Regions from separate parts of the Mus musculus genome. Here regions 1, 3 and 4 are each linked to region 2. Evidence: chromatin contacts called from public HiChIP or PLAC-seq data. All regions are on one chromosome and are shown on one strand. The core of a region is the stretch at or near the end of the contact, and the rest is flanking DNA. Distances in the headings are between cores, read along the strand shown. Region 1 has its middle 68 kb from the start of Gm36148. Region 2 overlaps Klf7 (Kruppel-like factor 7 (ubiquitous)). Region 3 overlaps Mdh1b (malate dehydrogenase 1B, NAD (soluble)). Region 4 has its middle 110 kb from the start of Gm36148.

Region 1 (3,299 bases), core at 225-2,724, 360 kb after region 2:
TGTGTGGGATATATTCTTCTGGCTGGGCCACCTCAGTGGGAGAGGAAGTGCCTAGCCTCACAGAGACTTTAAGTTCCAGGGTGGTGGGGATACCCAGGGGCCTTACTCACTGCTCAGAGGAGAAGGGGGAAAGGATTGTACGAGGAGGGACTAAGGCAGTGAGCAGGATGTAAAGTGACTAAGTAAAAAAGAAATCAAGAACATTGAAAAAGAAAAAACAAGGACCTTGTTTACAGTCTTAGTGCTAGAGAACTTACATACATACATACATACATACATACATAGGTAGATGAAAGATAGATAGACATATATACAGATACATATATACCACATACATACATGTATAGACAGACAGACAGATGCCAAGGTGGGAAATGTCAAACAACACCCAAGATTGACTTCTATGTGCATAACACCTACACCCTCATCCATGAGTGTGCGTGCACTCACACACAGACACACACACATATGGCTGGATCATAAAAGAGCGTTATCATATTCTTAAAACAAATAATAAAGCTACAGACATTGTCTGCAGAATATGAAAGAAGCTTGCTTGGAAAAGAGAAAAAAACACAGTGGGGGAGGAAAATAGATGTTGTTATATAGACAGAATTAGACTTGTCCTAATGGTGAGCCAGACCTAGAGACCTAAGTTCCTTATTGAAAAGAATGCAAATGTAAGCATAAATAATGCTGCTGCTAATATTTTTTTTCCCACGTATTTGAAACCAAATGGTGGCTAAGCCATACAACCTTGGCATTGGCCTGTGATTCAGATTTGTGTAGACAATGCTGCCCTCTCGTGGTCAACCTTCTAATAGCATGATTTTGTTTAAAATCTCGTTTTCCAAAAGTATTTCATAGAATATTGCATCCATTTTGTGTAGCATAAGCACACAAAGGAAAATATGCACATAGCACAACACCATCTTTACGTTTCAATACGGATTTAGGATTTACCATTTTACATAGGTTTTACAGGAGGGCAGAAGAAATTACTGGATATTAAATCATGGCATTACTGGGCCCCTGAACTTTCAGAACTCAGATCCTTGGAGGAAGAAATGTTTTTCCCATGGCGATAAGCTCAGAAGAACTCTCAAATGAACAGGATCTGGCAGAAGTGACTGTCTTCCGTTCCAAGGAAAAGCATTTGTACATGTGAAGTAAACGCAAGACCAGTTCATAAACAGTTAGGTAAACGTAACGGTCTGTGGTTGTTGATTAAAAAAACCAACCACTTCCTGGCTTCTTAAAGGGACTGATCATTTATGATTTCAGTAAGTCAGGTAAGTTTCTGTGGCCCAGGACAGTGCACAGCTTAGACCTGAGGACCAGCACTCAGAGCTGCCGGGCTAGTCCACAGAAGGCAACCTGTGTGGGAACTGTGGAGAGGCAGAGGACAGACATCAGCTCTAGAGAATGGAGCAGACTGCTGCAGAAACGGGGGGTGGGGGGAGGCATTTCATAACTCCAACAGAGTCCCGCCAACTCGAAGAATATTTCAGTAGAAAAGGAAACCCTCACTACTTAGCAACCTGAAACTCTCTAGAGATCAAATTTCACACGTGCCAAGGCTGGAGCCTGAGGCACAGTTCACTTGCAAGCATCATTAGTGTGGTCTATAGTGTACTTTTTTAAAAATTATCATTTTACATAAAAATCTCCTGGCTTTGGTCCTCAGCAGAATGAGAGGAGTTGACAAGGCTGAAGAAGGTTTGGGGTTTGTTTTTTGTTTTTGTTTTGTTTTGTTTTTTGTTTGTTTGTTTTCTGCTAGATCTGAGGAGGGCCAACACCTGGAGGTGGAAGGTGCCCTCTCTGGTTTGACAATGCCACCACTCCCTAACGTGCCCCCATCGGTCTCTCTCATGTTAACAGGTGTCTGTGTTTTGTAGGCATTTGTGTTGAATGCCCTCTGTTCTGTCTCTAAAAATTGTGATACACACATTTGTTCAACAGCCACAGACTTCCACAAATGTAAATTCTTGCGAGTTTGCAAACACTCATTCTGACTTAACTCTTCCCTTCCTCACTTCCCTCCCACTTCCCCCATTTTATCCCTTCGTTAATGGAACTACCTATGAGAATTTAAAGCCTTTTTTTTTTTTTTAGAAATTACTAGTTATCTCTAAAGCACTGAAGTGTGGATCTGCATTTGAAATAATTAAGCCAGGCAATAAGGCTACACTGAGATGAACAAACAGAAAACCTACAGTCATATTCAAGTCTTCTCCTTTGATAGACTGTCGCGCTGAGTCACCCACAGGAAGACTCTTTACCTCTTTATAGTCTTCAATGGATACTTACAGTAATGGCATGTCCCTCCTACCTCACTGGGATTCTGAAAAATAACTGTAGACCAGAACATATCTGTACAGTGTCCCTAGTCTACAGAAGGCACCGAACCTGTAAGAACCAAGCCAGTGTCACCAGAAGACCATACTGGATCTACAATAAACTACAGCTCAATTCCAAGGAGATGTGATTGAAAATGAGGCAAGATGATCAGGAGTTCAAGGTGACCCTTGGCTATATAGAGTTTGAGAGCTACATGAGACCTTGTCTTAAAAACCCAAAGAAGAAGAAGAAAGAAGAGTGGGGTGTGGGAACCCCAGCAGCAGCTGTTATAATATGAGCATATTTGGAAAACACACAACAAAATATTAGTAATAGCAGTACCATAGTCACTGTTCTATTGTTGTGAAGAGACACCATGACAAAGGCAGCTTGTATAAATGAAAGCATTTAAATAGAGGCCTGCTTACACTTTGAGAGGGTTAGTCCATGATCCTTATGGTGGGAAACAGAGCCATGAGGCTAGAGATGTAGCTGAGAGCTTAGCATTCTGACCCACACACAGCAGGCAGAGAAACACTTTTGAAAGCTCAGAGCCCACCCCTAGTAACACCTCTCCTCCAACAAGGTCACACCTCCTGATCCTTCCCAAACAGTGCCACTAACTGGGGACCACACATTTGCATCAATGAGCATGCAGGAGCCATTCTCGTTCAAACCACCACAAGTTACACCGAAACAGTGGGACTCAGGGTGAGTCTTCTACCTGCCTACTGTTTTCAAACTTTCCCTGTGGTGAACCCGTCTTAGCTGTATACCAAACATTCTAGCAGAAAATGATTTTGAAAAAGACAGACACTGGTAGAAATGAAAGCAAACCTGTTACATTCTGACCTTCACAGGTTGAATAATTGCTAGCTGCTGTAGCAGCTGATTCCAAATTTCTGTTTTTATACTTAGAATTGTATATGCATGAAATTGGAGCTCAGGAGAGGCCACGA
Region 2 (3,376 bases), core at 320-2,819:
ATTACTTCCCCTGGGATACACGATGTACAGCATCCTCAAATTCCCCTTTGATCTCCTGAGGGATTTTTAGTTTCAATGCATACATAACGTGAATCCTACAAACCACTCTGTTCCAAATTTGACACTGAAGTCACACAATCAGGGCAAAGCTGGGCAAAGCTGGGCAAAGCTGGGCCCTGGGTTCTAGGCTTCCCTCCTTCTCCAAATAGGAATGCCTTATCCTGGCTCTTACCATCAATTTTCAAGGTAACAGTGTCAACTGGATGCCACATGGACCAAGCACAGACAGACGGACAGACAAAACTCAGTTTTTCATTGTTTTTTTTGGGTGCTACCTCCCCAAACATATCAGTTTGAAGTCCACCGGTCTTCAGTTGGCCCTCAAGGAGGCTCCTCACTGTTCCTCAGCTACTAAGCTAATTAAATTCCAACTCTGGAGTAATTAAGATACTAGTGCACACGAACAGCTAGACATACAGATGATCCTTTGTCTCCTCTATCCATCTCTTCCAGCCAAGCCACCATTTAGGATCAAACAGGTGGAAATACTATTACTATTTGCTACTTAAGTACCCTAAAACCAAGTCTCAATAGATGTCCCAATTTTAGTCATTATTTCATTCTCATGAACATAATAAAATCCATGCCTTAAGAATCAAAGAAAATTACTCTCTATATACTGCTGTCAAGAGATAGATCTAAAAATTAAACAAGATGACTCCCTAAGGCAGTAGTTCTCAATGTTTCTAATTCTGTAACCCTTTAATACAGTTCCTCCAGTTGTGGTGGCCCTAACTATAGGATTATTTTGTTGCTTCTTCGTAACTGTAATTTTGCTACTGTTAGGGATTGTAATGTAAATATCTGATCTGCAAGATATCTGATATGCAACCCCACAGGGGTCTCAAGTTCACAATCCTAAAGGAAAAAATCCATTACAGTCAGTAACAACGCTAAGCAGTTCCTGTTTGGGAAGGCAGGCGTCTCACAGAGCCCACGGACCTGGGGAAAGACCTCTTTTCTGCAAGATGGTGTCCCAAGAACAACAATGAGCCCGACGGGTTTTAAGCTTCACCATTAATTTTCCATAAAGAGCAGTTTTCTTGACGAGCGCTTGTGTCAGGCAGGGCCTGATGCTTCAGAAACCTGTAATTATTCTTGGCTCCCCACCCCCCACAGCCTCTGCACCTGTGTCAGTTCAAGGCACCAGCTGGCCACGTCTTGCCTCCTGCCTCTTAAAAGCGGGGAGGGAGGGGGGGCAGCATTGAAAACCCAAACTCATGCTACTCACTTCCTCCAAAATGCAAAAACAAAACACAAATTTGAAACTCACCAATCTCATTCCTCTCCCCACCACCCAACATGCCTTGCCAAAAGAAACAAATAAACACTAATTGGCTAGAGAGCTCTCTCTCATTCAAACTAAAATTACTGAAAAACACAGTTAACGGGGAAAGGTCTGACAAGGGGTTATTAATCTGTTTTACAGCTCACTCGTACACACCCCACCCGTTCCTATTAACCCTGTACACACTCACACACCCTACACAAACTCCATGAGCCTCGGTACTCTCAGCAGTCAGGATGGGAACATGCCGAAACCATGACATCATCTCCCCTTCCTCTCCCAGGTTGCTGCTCAGCCTGACTGGCGCTTCTGGGATTCTTATTTATTTAGTAAAGTCATCTCACGGACTCCCTCCTAGAACACTGTTACAGACTTCTGAGTTGGGTTAATTAAATATGCCCTTCCTCTACTACACACACACACACACACACACACACACACACACACACACACACACACACACTTCTTTGACTCAGGGCATCACTGCACGCATGGACGGTGTTGTCCTCTCCCTCTCAACAGCATGAATTTCCGGAGAAGAAGAGGTTCAAAGCCCACTGGGGCCCTCAGTGGCAGATGCAATCTAGTTGCTGACAATCACAGAAGACACTCAAATACAGCTTCCAGGAACCTCGGGATCGGAACGTTACAGACAATGCAGGGTACAGGAAGAGTGTTGTACTTCCTCAGACCATGGAAAAATGGCAGCCAAGGGCACAATGAAAGCCAGCCCTGAACCGCTTTTCTTGTGCAACAGTTGTGATTTTGTGTAACTGTGTGCCGGTAAAATCAATTTCCTAAAATATTTAAAATGGCTGCATGATGGAGCAACCTCAACCTCTCTGAGCTCAGGATTCTCATCTAAGGGAAGGATGGGCTGAGCTTAGAGTGTATGCACAGTCTGTGGCACTCAGATGGCGTGAAATAGCAATGGGAAGATCAAAGGAAGACCCGACCATGGAGGGCAGGGTCAAAGCATGAGACGCCCAATGTCAATAGTGTGGTGAAGGGAAAGGGTTTGGAGGACCGGGACTGTATGAGACCTGCCTCTGAACAGGAACCCCAATGCCTCTGACACTCAGTGATCCTGGTTTAACAGAGGGCTACAATTTTGTATTTCTTGGCTCCTTGAGGCTATTGATTTCATCAATCTCTAAAATGAAAATTTAGCTAGAGTATGTGCATGACAAAGGCAACTGGACTCATTCCTGACTTGTGACCTGCCATATATTTTGCTTAATGAGTGAATGGGTGGGTGAATGAATGAACAGAGCAAGCAACTCTGATCAAATTGAAAACCCATCAGTGGTCACAATTCTGGAGACTGGAGCCCAGAACTATGATGAATTCAAAAATTTCTTCACTGAAAAACATAAGAGGCAGGCTGGTTGTCTGTGTTCAAATTTCTTACCAGGCTTTAACTGTAAGTACTTCAGAGCTTCAGGGGATAAGTTTACGTGTTTACAGTATAGAGCAAATCTCATACTCTAAGCTGAGAGGAAGGTTTATTTCATGGAGTAGAGGAAGTTTTGCTTCCTGGAGTGGAAGGAAAATCCATTTCTTTGACCCACAGAGGCCATCTCCCTTGGCCATCTCCTCTTTCTTTCTCTTGCTTCTAAAAAACACCAAGGATAGCAGAGTGGACAAATGGACACCATGCTCTTCTTGTCTCCCTCCCACCCCCCAGCCTCTGGATCTGGTCCATTATTTACTTCCTCTGCCTCTCTCCTCAGTGTTCCCCACACAGGGGTTCCCTTGCTTCTCTACAAAACCACATGTTCAACGGCTCCCATTCAAGCTTCTGCTGTAATTCACCAATGGCCTGCCATCCATCCCCTACTACTTTACTCAGGCCCCTGCTGACCTGTCTTTCTCTCTGTCTCTCTTTCATTCATTACATTCCTTAGGCAGACAACATTCTAAGACCAAGTACCTTTCCAAACCGTAGTACCTGTACCTGCCCTCCTACTCCCCAGTACATGGGCTCCTGGGTTACTGCACATCAGCACTGTTTAATCTTTGTTTCAG
Region 3 (3,271 bases), core at 328-2,827, 380 kb before region 2:
TTATAAGAGTTGTCTTGGTCATGGTGTCTGTTCACAGCAGTACAACCCTGACTAAGACACATGCATTCTGTTTGGTGGCAGATCTCTAGAACCCTTCATGCTACATGACCAGTACAGTGCTGTTCCTGAACACAGACATGCCTATTTATTGCTCTTCAGCTATCTCAGTTCCCAAGCAACTTTCAAGACATGTTGAGGCTTTTCTCTTTCATGTTAACTGATCTTTCCTCTCCCTCTGAGTATTTAGATTGCCAATCATGTTTCCTTCATTTTGACCTACAAAACCATTTTCTTAAGCTGCTTAATTAATTGTCAGTCTTGATGTATCATAGGCTCTTAGGTCCTTTTCTGGCACAGTGTGTGTGACTAGAACCTTTGTGCTGGCTAGTCTTGAGTCAAGCCTAGTATGGCTGTACTCTGAGAGGTTTTGCCAGCACCTGATTAAGACAGATGCAGACACTCACAGCCAACCATTTGACTGAGCCTGGGGAACCAAAAGGAAGAGTTAGGGAAAGACTGAAGGAGCTGAAGGGGATTTCAATTCCACAGGAAGAACAATATCACCAACTAATCAGAACCCTCAGAGCTCCCAGGGACTAAACCACCAACCAAAGAGTATACATGGCTGGGTCCATGGCTCCCAATACATATGTGACAGAGGACTGCCTTATCTGGCATCAATGGGAGGGGAGGTGCTTAGTCCTGTGGAGGCTTGTTGCCGCAGTGAACGGGGGATGTTAGAGGGGTGAGGTGGGAGTGGGTGAGTGGGGGGACCACCCTCTTAGAGGCAAAGGGGAGGGAGATGGGATGGGGGGTTGCAGAGGGGAGACTGGGAAGGGGACAACATTTGACATGTAAATAAATAAAATAATAAAACTTTCTTTCTTTGAAACTTGGTGCACATTCTTAGATTAAAAGGAACATTTTTTTTTCTCCTCCCACCTCAGTCTGCAAGCATTCATGGCCTTGGGCTCTTCCTGGTTGTCATCTATGGAGGGGCCAGAGGCCTTTTGATGTTTTAAAACTCAGTGTATTGTCTAAATTCCAGAACAGTATTAAGTTAATTGATGAAATGTCATACCCTCCTACATGTATCTTCTCAACAGTGAGTTAAAAACAGAGATCTCCAAGCTCAGAGATTCAGTCTCTCATTATTTTTAAGTTTCTGAGTTTTGGAATATCTGGGGCAGTGGGTTTAGTTTTTTGTAAGCGATAAAAGGTCCAAAGGTAGCAAAGTAATCTAGATCTCTGTTAATAAAAATTCAGCCTATTCTACACCACATTCTTTTACAAGACACTCTATAATCAAGAATAGTTGGAAAATTTAGGACCAGCTACCAGTCAGTGAGTCATATACAGTTTTGTAGCCCTTTCTAAAGAAAGAAAATTATAGCTCTAGTCTGCCAAAAGAAGGTAGCCACCCAGAGGAGCTGTAAATTTTAAAAATAAAAGAGCTCCAGTTAAAACCAGATGCCCCTTGGACTTATAGAGCCCCCCCCCCCCCGCCACCTCCACTCTGCCCTGGGCTGTGTTTGTTTTGGCTCCATCCTAGGGATTTGGTCATCAGCCAAGCTCTGAATTCCCCAGCCTCACACTCTGCCCACACCTCCACTAAATCCTCCTTGGTCTGAACCAAGAGCCTTCCGCCAGTTTCTTTTTATTAGTTCATTCTGAAAGACAGCAACTGTCTTAGATGGTTAGAAACGGCAGCGATCGGGTCTTAGATCTTTTAAAAATCACCTCTGGTTGGACTTTGATTCCTAGTTAGCCTTTTCTTCCTTATGTGGTATAAACCCGCCAGAGTCAATGTTTCTCTCAGTTATCTTCACCTCCTTGCCTTAGCCCTCTTCCTCCTCAAATGCCAAGTGAACAACAAGACTGAGCTCATTCTCCATCCCACATTCCGTGCTGATGGGAAAAATCACCTCAGCAACTATTTAAAGCCTAAGTAAGCAAAGGAGTAGAATATCGAGAAAAAGAAGAAAACTTTTCAGAGACAATTCGTTATTCCAAATAAAGGCAGCATGAGAAACCTCAGAATAAGTTTTGGAGCACAGCATTGAGTGTTGTCATTCTCACAGAATGGAATGGAGGTACACACTAATATTTGGGATGGATGCCCAGGCTAATATTTGGGGGCACCTTCCACCTCTGCATCCAGGCAGCTGGGCATTGTTTTTAGGGAATCCCACAACCACACACTGGACTCCCTACAAATTTTGATCTCTGACTTCCAAGGAACTCCCCGTACCTTTTCTGAATGGTTTATCCTTTTAAAAAGTAGCTATTTCAAACTCTGCCCTTCTTCATTGTGGTCTCTGAATCTCTGGATCTGGCCTTGTCTCCTGCTTTGTTCTGCACTTTCTTTGCTTGCACAGGTACCTCCATCTGCAATCATTGTCTCTTCCTCCAGACTTAACACTAAACATGTTCCTAGTTTAGGACTGGCCCTGTATTCTGTCCTGAGGACTCATCTACCTACTCTCCTGTAGCTTCATCCCTTTCCTCTCCAGTGGTGGGGAAACATTGACACCCACCTATCCAGACATCCACACATTTCTTTCTATGTTTGAATTCATAAGCAATGTCTATTGAAACCAAGTTGAATACATGAGAGACTACAGGTGAAGTGTCCTTTCTCTAGTCACCTGTGACCTCTTCCTAAAGGTCACCAGAGTTACCATTTTCTAATAAGAAGTAATGATTGCTGATCACTCTATATCCTCATATTTTGCCCAATTCTGTCTTATGCTCAAAGACATGTGTTCATTGCTCAGTAGACATGCTCACTTACAGGATTCCTCAAAACCTTCTTCATCTTCATTTCTATTCTTTACTTCAGAAATGCTTTGCTGGTCATTCTTTTTTTTTTTAAGATTTATTTATTATTTATATGAGTACACTTTAGCTGCCTTCAGACACACCAGAAGAGGGTATCAGATCCTGCTATAGATGGTTGTGAGCTACTATATGGTTGCTAGGAATTGAACTCGGGACCTCTGGAGGGGCAGTCAGTGCTTTTAACTGCTAAGGCATTTCTCCAGCCCTGCCAGTCATTCTTAAGAGTTAGCACACATAGTAAATGACAAAGGCAGTAGAGGCATTCATCATGGGGACTCTAACTTATCCAAGCTGTTCTTAGGACAGACATAAATAGCTTCACATTCCTAACTCATTTGGGTCCCACTATCAGAGGAGTATTATTCCAGGGAATGATATGTCTTAAGGCCAAAATCCCTGGGCAGTGTGTGTGTGTGTGTGTGTGTGTGTG
Region 4 (3,597 bases), core at 1,064-3,563, 320 kb after region 2:
ATTTCAAGAAGTGGGCTACAACATCACACCCCACCTGGAGGTTTACACCGGCAGCTTCAATCCACTGGCCAAGGATATTTGGTCTAAGGATTTGTGTGGACCCAAATGATGGGATTTTTCAGCCATCACTTTTGCTGTTGTAGCAGGCTTAGAAATTCATAACTCTGAATTGTTTATTTACACATTACATTTAGGTTTTGGATGGTGCACACTTTTTCATCCCAGCACTCAGGAGGCAGAAACAAATGGATCTCTCTGAGTTCAAGGCCGGTCTGGTCTACATGGAGAGTTACAAGCCAGACAGAGCTTTTAGGTGGGAAAGCAAGTAGAGATAAGAAATGTCCTGAGGTCACTATCTGACACCATGAAGCACTCTGACTTGAGAACCTACTGTGTGACATACCAGAAACCCAAATGACACGTACTATCTTACTATATAAGCAGCAGAAAATGACTCATCTCTCTATCCCCTTATCCCTTCCTACCCTCACCAGGAGATGACTTCATCTCAGTTACTCAAAGTGATATTACAAGAAGCCGCAAAAAAGACAAAAGTTTGTCCTACAGATGCTCTCCTTAGAAGAATCTAGAATCTTCATGCTTAAGCCATGGAGAAGTGAAGAGTCAGCATCTGCATCTTTCCCAATGTCCCCCCATTTTCACCTGCTAAAATGAAGATGGGGCAAGGGGTTCTCCAACCTTGGACAAAACTTGTAATAACACAGCACTTGGCAGAGGCAGAGGCAGAGGCAGAGGCAGAGGCAGAGGCAGAGGCAGAGGCAGAGGCAGAGGCAGAGGCAGAGGCAGAGGCAGAGGCAGAGGCAGAGGCAGAGAGGCAGAGGCAGGTGGATTTCTGAGTTCGAGGCCAGCCTGGTCTACAGAGTGAGTCCCAGGACAGCCAGGGCTACACAGAGAAACCCTGTCTCGAAAACAAAACAAAACAAAAACAAACAAACAAACAACAAAAAAAAACCTTGTATATTGCAAATGGAGCCAGGACATAGAGGGGTGGATCATAAAGGCAGGAAAGGGGTATGTGAAATAAAATGTTGCTTGGATATTCATCAAAAGCTGGCATAAGAGACCTAAAGAGAACTTGATAGAGAACTTTTGCACGTCACTCTAGACTTTTGGATGCCAGTGGCCAGCTTTGGCTGAGTGCTGCTACACTCACACAGTTTCTCAAAGCTTCTTGGAGGTTTCTAGGTTATATGGTCTTTGCTGAAAATTACAAAATCCAAAAGAAGCAGCTGAAGACCAGGAAAGGGAAGTAACTTACAGCCAAGTACATAAAGCTCCCTAACGAGAGAGCAGAGCCAAGACTCCAGCCTTGTACTACCTGACTCCAGAGCCTGTGTTGTGGTTCTCATCACACACAAGCCTCACCAGTTCAAATCTGCTGTCCTTTCTCCATAATCTGCACCAATCACTTTATGTAGTTTTGTGTATATGAACATGGTCAACATCAGTAGTCACTCTGCTTTATATTTCGAGACAATGGAGCTTGCTGATTCTTCTAGTCTGGCTGGCCAGCAAGCCTCAGGGACTGTGCCTCCCTCCCACTTTGGGATTCGAGCTGTACACCCATGTACCTGGCCTTTCTTACCTTGAATTCTGACATCCAAAAAGGCCCTCCAGCTTGCACAGCAAACAGTTTACTGACTGAGCCAACTCCCCTGCCCTTTTTATATATTTTCATATCATACACGTACTGTATAAAAAGTCAATAGAATCCATTGCATTTAGGCAGTTCTTTGGGCTGATAGTGCACATATTCAGCTACCTCTGGGCTTATAGTATATGAATAACTATTCGCTCTACAATCTATTCAATGTTCCTGAGTTCCTACACCAAGCCAAGCATTGTGCTGCATGCCTCAGAAAGTCACAGCCCACTGGAAGAGATCCCATTAAAATGAAAATAAGCGCTTGGTTTCCCGTGGTACAGTAAGGCATAACCAAGAGATTAGAGCTTGCTTATTGAGCTGCAATCCAAAACCACATTATTGAGCTATAATTTCCTATTTGATTGACATGAAAGGACTGAGCAACTGGCCCAAGGTCAAGTCTCCAGTCAGTAGCAGTTCATTTCACTTATTTTATTGTCTCTGACATACCATGTTCTCAAGATCTGCTCTCTCTTAATAGTCTTATGTAATGTTCAAAACATATTTTATGTTTTACAGACATTTTAAAAAATTTAAGGCCAAAGAAGCAAATGTGTCAGCATTCATGTTGGGCTAGAACACATTTTGGCTGCCAACTCTCAGGACAGCAGAGCTCCTCCAAGGTCTGGCTTCCCCCCAAGCCTGTTTCCAGGCTATGGAAGCCGTTAATTCTGCCCTAAATGCATGCTGTCTCCTCATCTCCTCTGTAGCCTTCTAGCTGGGCTGAGACTTAATTGGTTTGGGTTGGATAATTCATAGTGCCTCATTAGGGCATCAAAACACATACTAGGCTCTCTAGTAATTTTCTCCCCTGAAAGAACATTGATTGGCTCCTTCACTGGGAAAAGAATTAGCTAAAGGATTCTTGGGTTTGTGAAGAAAAAAAAAAAAAAAAGAGAGAAAGAGAAAAGAAAGAGTCCACAACAGATAATTTCAAAGTGTATTGTGCAATCAGATTTCTTTGAGGCTATCTGTCGATCAGGTACCTCTGCTCTTGCAAAAGATAAAAATTAAAAAAAAAAAAATTCTCAAACCACACCAAGGGTAGCTACCAGTTAACTTGCAGAATTTATAGAAAAACTGGCTGTTCTAAAGTTCCCACTTGCTGGCTTCCCACTGTTTTCTCTTGCCTGGAGATACTCTTTATTAACACACTAAGAGGGAAACCCTGAAAGATGGCTTCTTTGCACATCTGACCGGCTGGCTACTCCACCTCCCACTCTCCCACTGTAACAGGTTAGGGCAGTGTCCCCTCCCCTCCCACTCCTCCTTAAGCAAGAAAGCATGCTAACTGTGAATACCTATGGTTCTTGGCTCTGCTGCTTCTCTGACTACGAGAGCCCACTTCGGATGGATGGATGGATGTTCTGCAGCAGGCAGAGGGATTGTGCAACCAAATAGCCCAGCTCCAGCCAGGTGTGGTGATACATACCTATAATTGCAGCACTCAGGACACTGAAGCAAGAGGATCTTCAAGGTGAGCCTGTACTACTTGAGTCTTAGGTTAGCCTCAGAAATGTACAAAGACTCTGTCTCACAAAAGAAAAAAACAAACAAACATTTCTTCTTTCTCACCTCTGAGTTGGAATAAGCCTGAGCTATGTATGGGTTTTGTTTTGGACTTTTAAAGACTTATTTATTTTATTTTATGGGCATGGGTATTTTGCCTGCATGCACATTTATGTGTACCATGTATATGCCTGGTGCCATACATGATCCCCTAGAACTGGAGTTACAGATAATGTGAGCTACCATATGGGTGCTAAAAATTGAACACAGGGCCTCTAGAGGTACAGTAAGTGCTCTTAAACACTGAGCCACCTCTCCAGCCCCTGACTTGTGTCTTACCCTCTCTCCCAGAGAGTCTAGGAAGAATGAATAAGAACATCTGGGTAATGTAATCTTTGTTAGCCTCCTCTTCTTCCTTATCC

The links. HiChIP or PLAC-seq counts read pairs in DNA pulled down with a chosen protein or histone mark.
Region 1: a contact with region 2 is called in an H3K27ac HiChIP or PLAC-seq map of double positive thymocytes, with 4 times the contacts expected there. The contact joins two enhancer-like sites. A contact is called at or near these places in 9 of 39 promoter capture datasets (the C10 cell line, the HPC-7 cell line, cranial neural crest and 5 more), 2 of 15 datasets of contacts at CTCF or cohesin (the NIH/3T3 cell line and large pre-B cells), 5 of 484 Hi-C or Micro-C datasets (the C10 cell line, bone marrow-derived macrophages, group 2 innate lymphoid cells and 1 more), 12 of 115 datasets of contacts at active chromatin or transcription factors (the HPC-7 cell line, cardiomyocytes, double positive thymocytes and 8 more) and 1 of 9 other capture datasets (embryonic stem cells).
Region 3: a contact with region 2 is called in a FOXA1 HiChIP or PLAC-seq map of pancreatic cancer cells. The contact joins two enhancer-like sites. A contact is called at or near these places in 1 of 39 promoter capture datasets (cranial neural crest) and 2 of 115 datasets of contacts at active chromatin or transcription factors (embryonic stem cells and pancreatic cancer cells).
Region 4: an H3K4me3 HiChIP or PLAC-seq map of embryonic basal ganglia shows a contact between it and region 2, with 3 times the contacts expected there. The contact joins two enhancer-like sites. A contact is called at or near these places in 2 of 39 promoter capture datasets (the C10 cell line and cranial neural crest), 1 of 15 datasets of contacts at CTCF or cohesin (the NIH/3T3 cell line), 3 of 115 datasets of contacts at active chromatin or transcription factors (the HPC-7 cell line, embryonic basal ganglia and embryonic stem cells) and 1 of 9 other capture datasets (embryonic stem cells).

Annotation. Positions count from the first base shown.
Region 1 is chr1:64,447,492-64,450,790 of GRCm38.p6, forward strand. No RefSeq gene overlaps it. Among named protein-coding and RNA genes, the nearest start is that of Gm36148, 68 kb to the right of the region's middle. Within about 2 kb of position 1,475, at least 39 of the 459 cell types and tissues checked have an H3K27ac peak or open chromatin away from gene starts, as enhancers often do. A contact at or near this core is called in double positive thymocytes, where this site is marked.
Region 2 is chr1:64,086,857-64,090,232 of GRCm38.p6, forward strand. All of the region lies in intron 1 of Klf7 (Kruppel-like factor 7 (ubiquitous)), which reads right to left. The region is part of intron 2 of Gm13748 (a long non-coding RNA gene); the gene reads left to right. Among named protein-coding and RNA genes, the nearest start is that of Gm13748, 9.2 kb to the left of the region's middle. Within about 2 kb of position 1,570, at least 186 of the 459 cell types and tissues checked have an H3K27ac peak or open chromatin away from gene starts, as enhancers often do. A contact at or near this core is called in double positive thymocytes, embryonic basal ganglia and pancreatic cancer cells, where this site is marked.
Region 3 is chr1:63,704,389-63,707,659 of GRCm38.p6, forward strand. The region is part of intron 9 of Mdh1b (malate dehydrogenase 1B, NAD (soluble)); the gene reads right to left. Among named protein-coding and RNA genes, the nearest start is that of Dytn, 19 kb to the left of the region's middle. Within about 2 kb of position 1,578, at least 26 of the 459 cell types and tissues checked have an H3K27ac peak or open chromatin away from gene starts, as enhancers often do. A contact at or near this core is called in pancreatic cancer cells, where this site is marked.
Region 4 is chr1:64,407,063-64,410,659 of GRCm38.p6, forward strand. No RefSeq gene overlaps it. Among named protein-coding and RNA genes, the nearest start is that of Gm36148, 110 kb to the right of the region's middle. Within about 2 kb of position 2,314, at least 23 of the 459 cell types and tissues checked have an H3K27ac peak or open chromatin away from gene starts, as enhancers often do. A contact at or near this core is called in embryonic basal ganglia, where this site is marked.